2 separate regions of the Cricetulus griseus genome follow, and region 2 is linked to region 1. Evidence: chromatin contacts called from public Micro-C data. All regions are on one chromosome and are shown on one strand. Each heading gives the region's core, a stretch centred on a gene start, on an enhancer-like site or on the middle of the called end of the contact. The rest is flanking DNA. Distances are from core to core; before and after follow the strand shown.

What was found. A called contact is a pair of places that touch in the nucleus more often than the background predicts.
Region 2: a contact with region 1 is called in a Micro-C map of the CHO-K1 cell line, with 9 times the contacts expected there. The contact joins the enhancer-like site here to the promoter of Pigh in region 1. A contact is called at or near these places in 6 of 8 Hi-C or Micro-C datasets (the CHK-Q cell line, the CHL-YN cell line, the CHO-K1 cell line and 2 more).

What each region holds. Positions count from the first base shown.
Region 1 is chr5:124,544,525-124,550,883 of CriGri-PICRH-1.0, forward strand. It overlaps Pigh (phosphatidylinositol N-acetylglucosaminyltransferase subunit H), which reads left to right and starts at 4,413. Exons shown (of 3, transcript XM_027418371.2): 1 at 4,413-4,640. The coding sequence starts at 4,461.
Region 2 is chr5:124,718,531-124,725,895 of CriGri-PICRH-1.0, forward strand. No RefSeq gene overlaps it. Among named protein-coding and RNA genes, the nearest start is that of Plek2, 16 kb to the right of the region's middle. Within about 2 kb of position 4,286, at least 2 of the 6 cell types and tissues checked have open chromatin away from gene starts, as enhancers often do. A contact at or near this core is called in the CHO-K1 cell line and fibroblasts, where this site is marked.

The sequences.
Region 1 (6,359 bases), core at 3,163-5,662:
TTTCTGTTATTTTTGTCTTTTGCCTTGTATGGGTCCCTGAAGAGCCAAAAGAGGGTGTGAGATTTCTTAAAGCTGGAGTCAAAGGCAGTTGTGACTGCCTGATACAATATGAATGCTGGAAACTGGTCCTTTGAAAGAGCAAGGAACACTCTTAATTGCTGAGCCATTTCTTAGGCCCCTAAATAAAGGGGAGGGGCACATGACATAGAAATGGGGATCAGAGGACAACGGTTCTTTCCTTCCACCATGTGAATTCTGGGTATTGGTGGAAAGCACTTTTACTGGATAAGCCACCTTAATGGTCAATGTATAACTATTTTAAATGAATTATAAAGTCTATAGAAATAGCTAAAATTCCCAAATTGTTCTTTTTTATTTACAAAATGGTGTGTATTAGCACAGTTCAATGGTTTGTATTAGCCTGGCTGGGTATGGTGGCTCACACCTTTGATCCCAGCACTCGAGAGGCAGAGGCAATCAGATCTCTGTGAATTTGAGGCTAGCCTGGTCTACAGACTGAGTTCCAGGGCAGTCTGGCCTACACAATAAAATCCTGTCTCAAAACAGTAATAATAATAGTATAAATAGTTATAGTTTTGCTTATTAACCCACCTTTGGTTATAGGCATGTTGACCATGAGCTTTTTGATAGGTAATTGAAAAGTCATTACACCCTTTCATTCCAGAAGACTGGCTAGGGATCCTGGACCTGAGGAGTAACAGAGTGCCTCACTCCTTGATTTGCTTTTTCCTTGTGTACCTCAGCCCAAATGCAAAAGACGTGAGCAATGTGTCGATGCCATTAGGCACACACACACACACACACACACACACAAAATGCATGGAGGAAAACCTGCTTCCTCCTGCCAAAGGAGGAAGACAGGAAAACTTCACCCTATAACTATTGCAAAACACCACAAGGAAAGTGTGGCTCTCTCTGCTAGCTCTGTCTGCTAAGGTTGAGTGAGAGACCCAAACTTTTTATCTTCACCAGGTCTAAGGACTTGTCACAACCTGCCACTAGGGGGCTGCAACAACTTTCATCCCCGTGGAGCAGTGGGAACCTCTCCTAATCCTACCTCAGAGAACATGTAGAGAGACTGGACTTCCACCCCAGCCATTGGGTCCAAACAACACCGCCCCAGCCAGGCTAAGTGGAGGCTAAGTGAGGAGCCTGGACTTGTTTCTACCTCTGCTTGGTGATAATGTTGGAGGGACCTCTTTCCCTGACACAGTAGTGGTAGAAGAGTCTTGACATAACAGATTTAAATGAGGCCACAGATTTCATAATATCCCATATTCCCAGGTTTCAACTGGAAGTCACTCATTATACTAAGAGACAGTATATAAAACAAAACAAAACAAACAACAACAAAACTACCAGCATGCTTGTGGGTCTTCAACACACACACACACACACACACACACACACACACACACACACACACACCTCTGAGAATCAGAAAAGAGGAAATAGATGTTAGATTGCTTTTTTTTTTCCTGTGATGGTTTGAATGACAATGGCCCCCATGGACCCTTATAGTGGTGTCTAGTAGGTGGGACTATTTCGGAAGGATGAGGAGGTGTGGCTTTGTTGAAGGAGGTGTGCCACTGTGGGCTGGCTTTGAAGCTTCAGATGCCCACACTACTCCAGTTGGCGCTCACACTTTGTGCTTTGGATCAGATGTGAGCACTCAGCTACTGCTCCAGTGCCATGACTGTCTGACTGCCACCATGCTCCCTGCCATGATGGTCATGGACTCAACCCTCTGGAATGGTGAGATCCAATTAAATGCTTCCTTGTATAAGTTGCCTTGGTCATGGTATTTCTGTCACTGCAATAGAGAAGTAACTAAGACATTTGCATATGTCTTAAAATACACAAAACAGTTAAACAGAAACCAGGCATTGTAGTGTATGCCTTTAATTGAAGTGGCTAAGGAAATGCCACTTGTCCTGACCTTACTCTGACTCCATTTTATATCTGCTCAGGTGCTCTTTGGCCCTTAAACCCAAGGATAGTCATGTCTGCCTTGGCGACACATTCAGGACCTTCCATGACCCTGGCCATGGTTCAAGTGCATAACCAAAGTATCTGCTGATTGTACAGCCCAAACAATTGTCACCAGGTTCTCTGACGTCTGACAATGATGTCACTGTGGGTTTTGCCTTTAAAAAATGCTATACCCCTAAGCTTGGGGCCGAGAGTGTTTCTGAGGCTCTGGGCTGTTCATGGTCACTGGCCAATTAGGACTCCAATTTGACCTTATATGCACGGTAGCCTGTAACTTTCTCACATGAACGCCAACGTAACCCAGCACTTCAGAGAAGACTGAGGCTGAAGGATCACAAGTTGGAGACCAGCTGGGGCTATAGCGTGAAACTTGTTTTGAAATATCTCCCACCAAAATCAAACAGAATAAAAGCTATACAGTAAGACAGCATTCTCTTTTTTTGCATTTTTTATTTGAATTAGAAACAAGATTGTTTTACATGACAATCCCAGTTCCCTTCTCCCTCCTGTCCTCCCCTACCACCCCTTCCCTAACTAAAACCCTACCTAACACATACCCTTTCTGCTCCCCCTGGATGGTAAGGCCTTCCATAGGGTGATAAGACAGCATTCTTAAACAGAACATTTATTTATCGTGTGTGTGTGTGTGTGTGTGTGTGTGTGTGTGTGTGTGTGTGTGTGTGCACGCATGCCATAGCTAGTGAGCATGTGGCAATCAGAGGACAACTTGTGAGAGATGGCTTTCTCCTTCCACCTTGTGGATTCAAGAAGGGGAGTCAAGCCTTGGAGGCAGGTGCCTTTACATACAGAGCCATCTGGATGGCTCATAACACAGTATTCTTAGAACTACTAAATCTACATTTAGCAAATACTAAAACAAGAGCTCCAGAAAAAGATTTTAAACATCTGAGCCTCAGAATGAAAAGTCAGTTGAATTATTTGATTACATTTGTTTCTTGATTATTCATATTTATAGTGACTCAAGTATTCAGAAAAAAATTCATCAGTATAAATAATCACCCATCATCAGAAGTAAGATTACTATCATGTACTGCCACAGTCTATCCATGCAAATATATTGCCTGGTTCTAAAAACCAAGACTCTAGAAAGTGTGGCAAAGACTGTCTAGTAGTGGTTCCCCCAGTTATTTTTCCCCAGCCTGCCTCCATCTTAGGCTTAAAAGTCATCTTACAATAAAGACAAACTAGGTTCGTTCCCGTTCATGATTAAACCTGTTTTTCAAATATTGGGCCATGCCTCACATGTAACCTTAACTACAAATGGTTCTGTATTACCTGTTCCAGGAATAGCAATCATGTCTTTGTTTGAAAAAGTTGTTTATAACCGTCTTACAACCCAACCTTTGTTTCAAAAGGTCACATGACCACCTATGACCACCTGTTATGACTGCCTTGTTATGCCCACCTTGCAACCTTGTCTTTGTTTTAGGAGGGACTAACTTATTATGCTTATGTTCTGCTCCTGTAATTCTGTCTATTTGGTCTGCCAAATCCCCCATTTGGAAACCTGAGCTATAAAAGCTTTGTCTTCCTCACATCCAATTCTGACCCTTGTACCCTGCCTTAGTGGGAGGCAGCTGGTGTATGTGAATAAAAAAGCTTGCTTTAATTAATCGCCTGCTTTAGTTAATGTGGTCATGATGGTTTGTGTCTGTGATCTTCCTCTTCCCATCTTTGTGGTTAACATACTCTTTTAACAGCTGAGTCTTAGGCCTACCTACGTTCCTAACTTTGTTTTTCCGTGCATACTAGCCTCTGTAGTTTTTTTCATTCCTGTGACTTAACCCTGTTCCAGCCTGAGAGCTTTGCTTTTTTCTGGACCTTTGGGGTTTTTTGTTTTGTTTTGTTTTTTTGTTTTTTGTTTTTTTCCTGGAGATTTTCTCCCCCAAACATCCCCCAGATCAGTGTAGTCCTCATCCTTGTAGGATGAGAGCTTCCCAGTCCTTCTCTACTGAGAGCTTTACTTAAAACTTCCCAGTCCTTCTCTACTGGTCTGAACATCCCCTCCCCCCAATAATACTATTTTAAGCTACGTCCATATTGCTTTTTCCTACTAGGAAAGAAGCTCATGGGGAAGGGGCTCTTCATTACCTAAAATTCCTTCGCAAGGAAATGAATTCGTGAATGAATGACTACACCCGTGGACCACTTCTTGGGGCTCACTCTGGCGTGGCTATATAAATGAGTCAGTCGAGTGAACAGAGATTTTAATCTGCACAAAACTGGTGCCACGAATAGGGACAGTCTGGGCTAGGGACAAACTGGAAGAACCAGCTTCAATCCCCAGCCCTACTCTCTGTGCGCAACTACGGCTGCGCGGAGCGTGTGGTGGGCGGGGCTGAGCCTCTTCTGGAACTGTCCGGAGCCAGCGAGACTTCGGTCCTCCTGGTGGGCTAGAGCGGCGCGAGCGCCTGGCGCACGGGGCCATGGAGGAAGAGAAGAGCTTCTCGGATATCTGCGGCGGCCGCCTGGCCCTGCGGCGCCGCTACTACTCGCCGTACTGCCGCGAGTTCGGCCTCAGCTCGCCTCGGCTGTCGCTGCGCTCGCTCACCGCTGTCACCTGCGCCGTGTGGCTGGTGGCTTACGGACTCTTCACCCTGTGCGAGGTAAAGGCCGGCGCACGACCCTCGCAGGCGGCCGGCTTTTAAAGGGCTCGGGGCTGCAGGGCGGGGACGGTCTGGGTCCCCGTGGTTGGACTGTTCAACCCAAAAAGTCTGTGCTCCTGGCCGTTTTCCCTCAGTGGGTGGCTGCCCTGCTCACCCGCGGAGCACACCTCCTCAGAGAACTGTCAGTGCCTGCTCCTCCCCGGGGCATCAGCCCTCACTGTCTAATAGCCAGCCTGCCACAGAATTCCAGAAAAGTGCTTCTGCCCCACCACACAGCTGTGCATACAGAAGGAGTGCTCTATTGCTTCCTTATCTCTGCGTTTCATGTGAACTACCTCCCTTCTCCCAACCCTTCCCAACTTAAGTTCACTTTCTAAAGAATTACCAGATTTAGAGCATGTTTTTTATGCTGTTTCCAGACTTTATAGTGTTTTTTTGTTTTGTTTTCTTTTCTTTTCTTTCTGAGCCTCCTTTTTCACAGATTAAGATGGAATTAATGGTTCATAAGATTGTGAAGATTCAAATGCTGTGAGTTTGTGACAGTTCTCAAGTAAAAACAGTCATCCTTGGTCCTTGGCCGGGATGAATTCAAGTTTCCCGTATAGTGCCCTGAAATGAATATATTATTCCAGGAGTGGTCTTGCCAGAGCTAAGAACACCAGAACTGTTTACTTCTGTAATTTTCATATTGCTTATATTAGAACATCCATTTGCTTACCCTCCCCCCTCTGTGTCTGTGTCTGTGTCTGTGTCTGTGTCTGTGTCTGTGTCTGTGTCTGTGTCTGTGTCTGGCTGGCTGTCTCAGTAGATATTAGTACTGGCTGGCCTGGAACTGGATTATAGGCCAAGTTATGTAGAATCTGCCCCTCTACCTTCCTGTGTTGGGAGCAAGGGTTTGCTTCATCACACCTGGCCCATTAGCTTTTGTGACATCAAATCATATGGCAGAGTGAAGTAATTTACATAGAACTAGATGAAATTAAGACCACTAATTTAGGGCTTGGGGGATAGCTCAGTAGGTAAGGGCTGCAGCTGCCTACCTGATGACCTTAGTTGAATCCTCCAAACCCACATGAAGGAAAGAATGATTCCCAAAAGTTGTCCTCTGACCTCCACACAATAAATACTATGCTGCACACCTTTAATCCCAACACTAGATAAGCAGAGGCAGGAACATCTCTAAGTTCAAGGCCAGCCTGGTCTACATCAGTGCACATCCCCAGCTCCAGAACTACCAGAGCTACACAGTGAGATCCTGTCTCAAACAAAACAACAAAAAAATATTTTAAAGACCCTAATTTTTACCAATTTTCATCTAAAAGTTTCTTCACAGGTCAGTTGAAGTTATTAAGTTGACCTAACCCTACCCCCAAATTTACAGTATAGTTGAATTTTTATTCTTTTTTTTGGACGGGTGTTGGTGGAGTTTCTCTGTGTCCTGGCAGTTGCTCCCAAATAACCACATGGGGACTTGATTATACATGCTCAGCCATAGCTTAGGCTTGTCTCCAGCCAGCTCTTAACAATTTAAATGAACCCATCTTTGTTCATCTGTGTGCTGCCCCGAGCTCATTTACCTCATCTGTGAACTTCCCATGTTGCTTCTTCCGAGTCTGGCCTTCAAGTCCCCAGACTCTGCCCTTCTTCCCAGCATTCTCTCTTTCCCCGAAAATCCTGCCTAGCTATCTGCCTATCAGCTTTTTATTAACAATGAGAGCA
Region 2 (7,365 bases), core at 3,036-5,535, 170 kb after region 1:
ATGCAATGACCATGGCCACTGGGTCCTGTTAGGGTGGGGTGCTGATGCCCCTGGGTCTGGAATGTTCTCTGCATCCTCACTATCCACCTTTTTATTTCTGTGGGTATCCATGGTCTGTTGTTTGAATCCCTCTTCAGTCCTCCAAGGGCTTTCATGTCTGTGGTTTGCTTAGAGTCTCGTTGAGTGTAGCTTGAGGGCAGTAATGGACCATCTGGTTCGATGCTAAAAATGCTTGCTCTTGGGCTCTCTTTAAAGATTCTGATTGATGAGTCTTGGAGGCTCCAGTCTTTATTCCAAGAACATCCCAGTGTTTCTGGGTTGTCTACCCAGTCCTGCCGCCTTTATTTTTAAGACAAAGTTCCAAGACTGGCCTACAACTATCCATCCTCCTGCCTCAACTCCTTAGACTCTGCCATGAGAATCATCGTAAAACAGCTAACTGCTGAATTGTTTCTTAACTTAAATAATACTATAATGAGCACTTTGCAGCAGTGACTCCACACCCCACCTCTTGAGTTACTTTCTTTAGTCGTATCTGTGGAAATACGACTGGAATCAAAGGATACAATGTTTTAGGTGTTGTCACATTAGCATCTGGGAAAACTGCACAACCAAACATAAAATTGCATCACTTAAATAGATTTTACTTCCTTTTGAGCCAGGATCTTGCATAGCACAGGCTGGCATTGAACTTCTGATTCTCCTGCCTCTACCTCTAGAATGTTGGGGCTATAGCCATATGCCACTATGCTTGGCTAAATTTGATTTCTGTTTTGTTTGAGATAGTGTTTCATGCATTGCAGCCTGTCTTTGAACTCACTATGTAGCCACGGCTGGCCTTTAACTCCTGAACATCCTGGTTGAGAGGGAAGGGGTGTTGAGACAACTTCTTACTATGTAGACCAATCTGGTTTCAAATACACAGAGAGCTGGTGGTGGTGGCGCATGCCTTTAATCCCAGCATTGGGGAGGCAGAGGCAGGTGGATCTCTGTGAGTTTGAGGCCAGTCTAGTCTACAAAGCTACACAGAGAAACCCTGTCTCAAAAAAAAAAAAAAAAAAAAAAAAGTCAAATATACAGAGCCCTGCTTCCCAAGTGCTGGGATTAAAGATGTTCTATGCTAGACTGGCCTTAAATTGGTTTTTATAACAATATAAGTGTTAGTTGAAGCAGGAGACTGAAGAGTGGTAGGCTAGCCTGGGACACATAGTGAAACTGCCTCAAAAATAAAGGGGGCCGGTGTGCTGGAGAGATAGCTCAGAGGTTAAGAGCACTAACTGCTCTTCCAGAGGTCCTGAGTTCAGTTTCCCAGCAACCACATGGTGGCTCACAGCCATCTGTAATGAGATCTGCAGGCATATATGCAGACAGAACATTGTATACTTAATAAATAATACTTTTGTTTTTTCAAGACAGGGTTTCTCTGTGGCTTTGGAGGCTGTCCTGGAACTAGCTCTTGTAAACCAGGCTACTCTCAAACTCACAGAGATCCACCTGCCTCTACCTCCTGAGTGCTGGGACTAAAGACGTGTGCCACCAACGCCCGGCATAAATTAATATTTAAAAAAAATAAAATAAAAATAAAGAGTGGGGAAATGGAACTGGGAAGATGGTTCAGAAATCCTAGTGGCCCACCTGTAATTCTCGTCTCAGAATTAAGAGGCAGGTTCCCCCAGAACACACTAGATAGCAAGATTTGTCATACTGGCAGAGAATAAAATGGAGAGGTAATTGAAGATGATTTCACTTATTAACATCAGGCCTCCACATGCAGCAACCCATCCACACATGTGCAGTACACACACACACACACACACACACACACACACACACACACAGAGAGAGAGAGAGGGGGGGGAAGGAGAGAGAGAGAGCAGGATAGGCAGGAGGAGGAGGAGGGGGAGGAGGAGGAGAAGAAGAGAAGAAGAAGAGGAAGAGGAAGAAGAGGAAGAAGAAGAAGAAGAAGAAGAAGAAGAAGAAGAAGAAGAAGAAGAAGAAGAAGAAGAAGAAGAAGAAGAAGAAGAAGAGAAAACAAATCACAGAAAAGCTACCTAGACTGCTAGTTCAAGATTTGCAGTTTGGTTGCTCATTGTCCTATTTATTTGTGTGTGAACTGTTCCTTTGATTCTTATCAAGATGAATCATGATTCTGGCTTTTTTTTTTTTTAACTTGGGGCACTTCTTCAGTTATTTTGGGCAGAGTGCTTTATTTGCTGCATGTGTTTCTCCCCCATCTGCGGCTTTCATTTTCCTGTTTGCTTTGTTGCATTGGGTGGCACAAAAGGCTTTTAAGAACAGATTTAGATCCATCCCTCCTGTCTCCAATGTCTGGTGCAGGGTTAGTTAAAATGCTCTCCCGTCACAGCTGAAAGTCATCTGCATGGCCATTTCTTCCTCTGGCTTCTTGTGGCTCATTTGGAGCACACTGCGATATATGATATGAAAAATGTGGATCAAAGCTGACTCTGAGCTGTGCTGATGTCCCACTGTTTGCTGGGTAGCGACTTTTTCTTGCACAGTTGTGTCCATGCTAGTTCACTTTAAGCTAAGTCTTTCAATAACAAATCTGTTTTAACAACGTCTGTGCTAGTCCCCTAACTCCTCTTTCTTTGTTTTTGAGACAAGGCTCACTGTATATCAATGGCTGGTCTCGAACCCACCAAGATCAATCTGACTGCCTCCAAAGAGCTGGGATTAAAGGTGTGTGCGCCACTACACTCGACTATCTTTTCTTATTTTTGTCCTGGTAAAATATAGTGATTGATTATTTTAAGTTCATCTGCACATTTCTTTTTCCTTGAAAGGTATTTTTTGAGCTGGACATGGTAGCACACACTTGTGATCCAGCACTGAAGTGGCTGATGCAGGGGGATTACAAAGTTCCTGTCAGGATGGCCTACATTGTGAGGCCCTGTCTCAAACAACCAAACTTAAAAACCTTTTCCCATTCAAACTCCAAATGAATTTGAACATTTATATAACTTACAGAATGCATCTCATTTCTGTTGCCCCTACCCATTTTAGTCTTATTATTTTGACTTTGCAATTAGAATCAAGGGGGTTGGAGAGATGACTCCGTGGTTAGAAGCAGGTCCCACTCCTACAGAGGAGTAGAGTTTGGTTCTTGGTATCCATGCCAGGAAGCTCACAACTGCCTGTAACTTTTAAATATGGGGGGAAGGTGTCCCATGGTTATGGCTTTCAAGGGCACTTGTATTTGTGTGCAAATGTTCACACAGACATACACACATACACATAATTAAAAACGTCTTTTTTTTTTTTAAATCAGAATCAAGATGTAGCCCTTGATCAATCGGGTTTTTGTTTACTCCTCCCATTTAACTTTTTTTTTGAATGACATATTTTACTCTAAATTCATTCCCAGCTACATACTTTGGTTTCTGAGTTGCTGGTTTGAGTAAACCGGTTCTTTCCCCTATGCCACTCTCATCCTCATGCTTACCAGAATAAAATCATTTTGACCCAAAAGCCATGTGGCTAAAATGGTACACTTTTGCCCTCCTGACCCAGCAGATGTCATCTCTTGGCACCGGCCCGTAGACGTCTTTGAACTGTTCTGAGGACACTTGAGACTCCCTTTCTCGCTTTTCTTTTCCTTCCCTGTAAATGGGCAGATTATCTTTGCACTGCCTTCCTGGTCTTGGACATTACTCATTCAAAAAAAAAAAAAAAAAAAAGACTCAAAATATTCCAGAAGAGCAGTCTCTATTAACGTATGAAACAAGAAGATAGAGTGTACTTAGTTGAATGGTGTCTCCTCAACATTCATGCCCACCAAAATATCCGAATGTGACTGATTTCAAAATGGAGCCTTTGCGAGCAGAATCAATTAAAATGAGGTCATACTTGGATTAGAACGACCCCTACAGCTAATGACTGGTGTCTTTATAAAAGAGAAAACACACGGAGAAGCCATGTGGTGAATGAGACAGAGAGGGGAAGGGTTGTGTCTGCAAACCAAGACATTTGGGCATTGCCAACATCCTCCAAGACCTAGGAGAGAGACAGGACAGGTTCTCGCTTCCACCCTCCACAGGACCCAGCCCTGGGGACACCCTGAGAATGCACATTTCTCTCTCCCTTGGAGGGGCAGCTGTAGGGCTCTAGTCATCCCCACCCCCCTCCCACAACGCCTGTCTTCCAGAGCCTCTTCATTGCTGGCCTTTCATCCTTGGATCAGCTGGGACAGAGGAGGAGTGTCATTGCTAGCCTGGCCATCTGGGACAGAAGAGGGGTGTCACTGCTAGCCTGGCCAGCTGGGACAGAGGAGGAGTGTCACTTCTAGCCTACCCGCACTGCTAGCCTGCCCGCAGCAGAGCATGAGTAGTCCCCTCTGGAATGCAAACATGAAAGAAGGATGAAATTTCTCCTGTTTCCTGACCAACTGCAAATCTGTCTGCAGCAGGACTATTTACAGCACATTCTGGTTTTAAGCACCCAGGGCTCCGTCATCAACGGATATTGTGGGACATAATTCAAAAGTTTCAGACCACCAGGCTTTCAATCTTGGCTCCACCACTTTTTAGAGACCTAGTTCTGGACAAGTCACTAAACTACCCAACTCAGGTGCTGGGAACCGTTGACTCAAACATTTTTTTGTTGTTGTTTGTTTGTTTTTGTTTTTGTTTTTGTTTTTTTGGAGACGGAGTTTCTCTGTGTATCTTTGGAGGCTGTCCTGGAGCTCACTTTATAGACCAGGCTGGCCTCAAACTCACAGAGATCCGCCTGCCTCTGCCTCTTGAGTGCTGGGATTAAAGGCGGGCCCCACCACCGCCAGGCTCAAATTTAGGTCCTTTGAAAGAGCAGTACCAGTGTAAACTCATGAGCCGCTTCTCCAGTCCCTAGTTTCTTATTTTTATTTTTTGAGTGCTGGGGATCAAATTCAGGGCTTCATTTGTGATAGGCACATACCTGGTTGCTGAATCATGTCCCCAGTCTAGCTCTATGTCTTTATTGAAATAAAATGTCAATAATTCATTTTAAAGTTTTTTTTTTCAGTGTGTGTGTGTGTGTGTGTGTGTGTGTGTGTGTGTGTATGACCAGCCAAAACCAAGAGAGGTGGTCAGATACCCTAGAACTAGAGTTCCAGGTGGTTGTGAGCTGCCTGCTGTGTATCCTCTGGAGGAAGAGCAAGCGCTCTTAAACACTGAGTCATCTCTCCAGCCCCTGGAAATAGTTCAGGGCTAGGGATTTAATTCAGTTGTTCCAGTGCTTGCCTGGAATGCACAAAGGTTTCCCCTGCACAGTATACACCGGGCATGGTGGCACACGCCTGTAATCCTAGCTAGCACTGAGGGGGTAAAGGCAGGGGGTTCAGAGGGCATCTCAAGTGTTTGGAATACATGAAACCCTGTCTTTAAAAAAAAATGGTTTTTAAAAACATTCAATGAAGAACCAAAAGTAAATAAAACTCTCTGCCCTCGTTCCAAGTTACAGGTCTATTGAAAGGCAATACAAAGGGCTCGCTGTTGGCTGCTGGCGTGTAGCAACACTCACATAGATGCTAGATATAATCATCGAAGATACCATTGTTAGTAGAATGTTCTCTTTTAGTTTAGCTTCAGCCTGATGGAGTTCTGTGGATTTGAACAAGTTATTTCATCTCTGTGGGCTCTAATTTATGAAAAATGACATGATGGGTCTTGAACCTTAACACTTCTTCCAATGTTGTTACTGCATCATCTCTGACTCCTATGAGGTAATTCCACTTGCCATGGATACCAACATTAAGGACTTTAGATGATGCTGGGCAATGATGATGCACTCCTTTAATTCCAGCATTTGGGAGGCAGAGGCACGAAGATCTCTGTGAGTTCCAGGGCAGCCAGAGCTACACAGAGAAACACAGTCAAAAAAAAAAAAAAAAAAAAAAAAAAAAAAAAAAAAAAAAAGCCTTTTGATGAGGACTGGAGTTGGCTCACTGGCTAAAAGCAATTATTGCTTTTGCTGAGAACAGGGGTTCGATTTCCAGCACCCACATTGCAGCTCTTACAACCCTCTGTAACTGTAGGCACTAGGCACATGTGGTGCACATATACATATATATAAATAAATGTAGGCAAAACGCTTACACACAAAATAATAGGAGAAACGTATATTTTAAAAAGTGTTATTTTGTCTTATGAGGAGGCTGGCTGTAGTGGCATCTTGTTCTGCCAATAGGCTTGAGGTAATGGCCTTAGGGTGTGGTTTCGGTGTGCTGACAGACGTGAGCCCTTGTAAGGAAGACGGGCTCGCTCAGGCGCTTGCTGGGGTTGTGGTCTCAGCATCCTGGATTGCAGACCCTGCACCTCCAGGGGCAGAAGACTGCAGGGATTATTTACCGACATTACATGTGTGCTTCCCCAAAACAAGGTGCCACTACAGCTGGCTGCCCAAAGGACGTAAGATTGCCCATCCACGTTTATGGAGCAGTAGGAGGGGATGTGGCCAAATGACAGATGCCCAACATTTAAGGAAGGAAGAAGGCTGCGGGAGTTCGAAGCTTGCCCCTTCCATTTAGCACCCATGTAACTGTAGTCAAAGTGCTTCATCCTCATCTATGCAACAGGCACAGCAATAGCACCTCCTAGAGGATTGTTCGAATATTAAATGCATATAAGTCCTTAGAACCAGGCACATGAGAAGCAGCATGGTTTGGTTTGTGGTAAAGGGTCCTCCCAAAACAGAGGAAAGGGAACATGGCATAACTAGAGTCTGTGTGTGCATGCATGACTCTGTCTTGACCCTATAACAGACCACTGATTAGAATGTATGTTACCATATAAGGGAAATAGAGGTGCTAAAATGTATACATACGGGAACTAACTAACGAAAGGTATAGAAAACTACAGCCCACTGCACTTGGGCTCAGCCTTTGGGTGTAAATCTGCTGAGCCAATGCCAGCACAGATAAATGCTGCTTCCTGGCAGAAAGCTTTTTATCCCATTTCTCTGTTTGAAAATCCCATAACAGACTATAAATTTTAGGTTATGTATTTTTCTCTCTTCATTTGCATCCTTGCACACATGCACGTGTTTGTATGTGTTTGTGTGTGTGTGTGTTTGCATGTGCGTGGGCAAATGTGTATGGTATGCATTTGAAGGTCCAAAGTGGATTTCAGAAATCATTCTCGATTTCTCTCCTACCTTCTTCAATGAGGCAGCGTCTCTCAGCCAAACCCAGGGCGAGCTGATATAGTCTCTCTTGCCATGCTGCTCTGGGGACCCCTTGTGTTTGAGACTGAATTATAGATGGGCCACCTTGCTCAACCAGAATTAGTTATAAGGACCCAAATTCTGGTCTTCACCCTTGAATGACCAGAATTTAATCACTGAATTATCTCCCAAGCCACCCCTGTATAT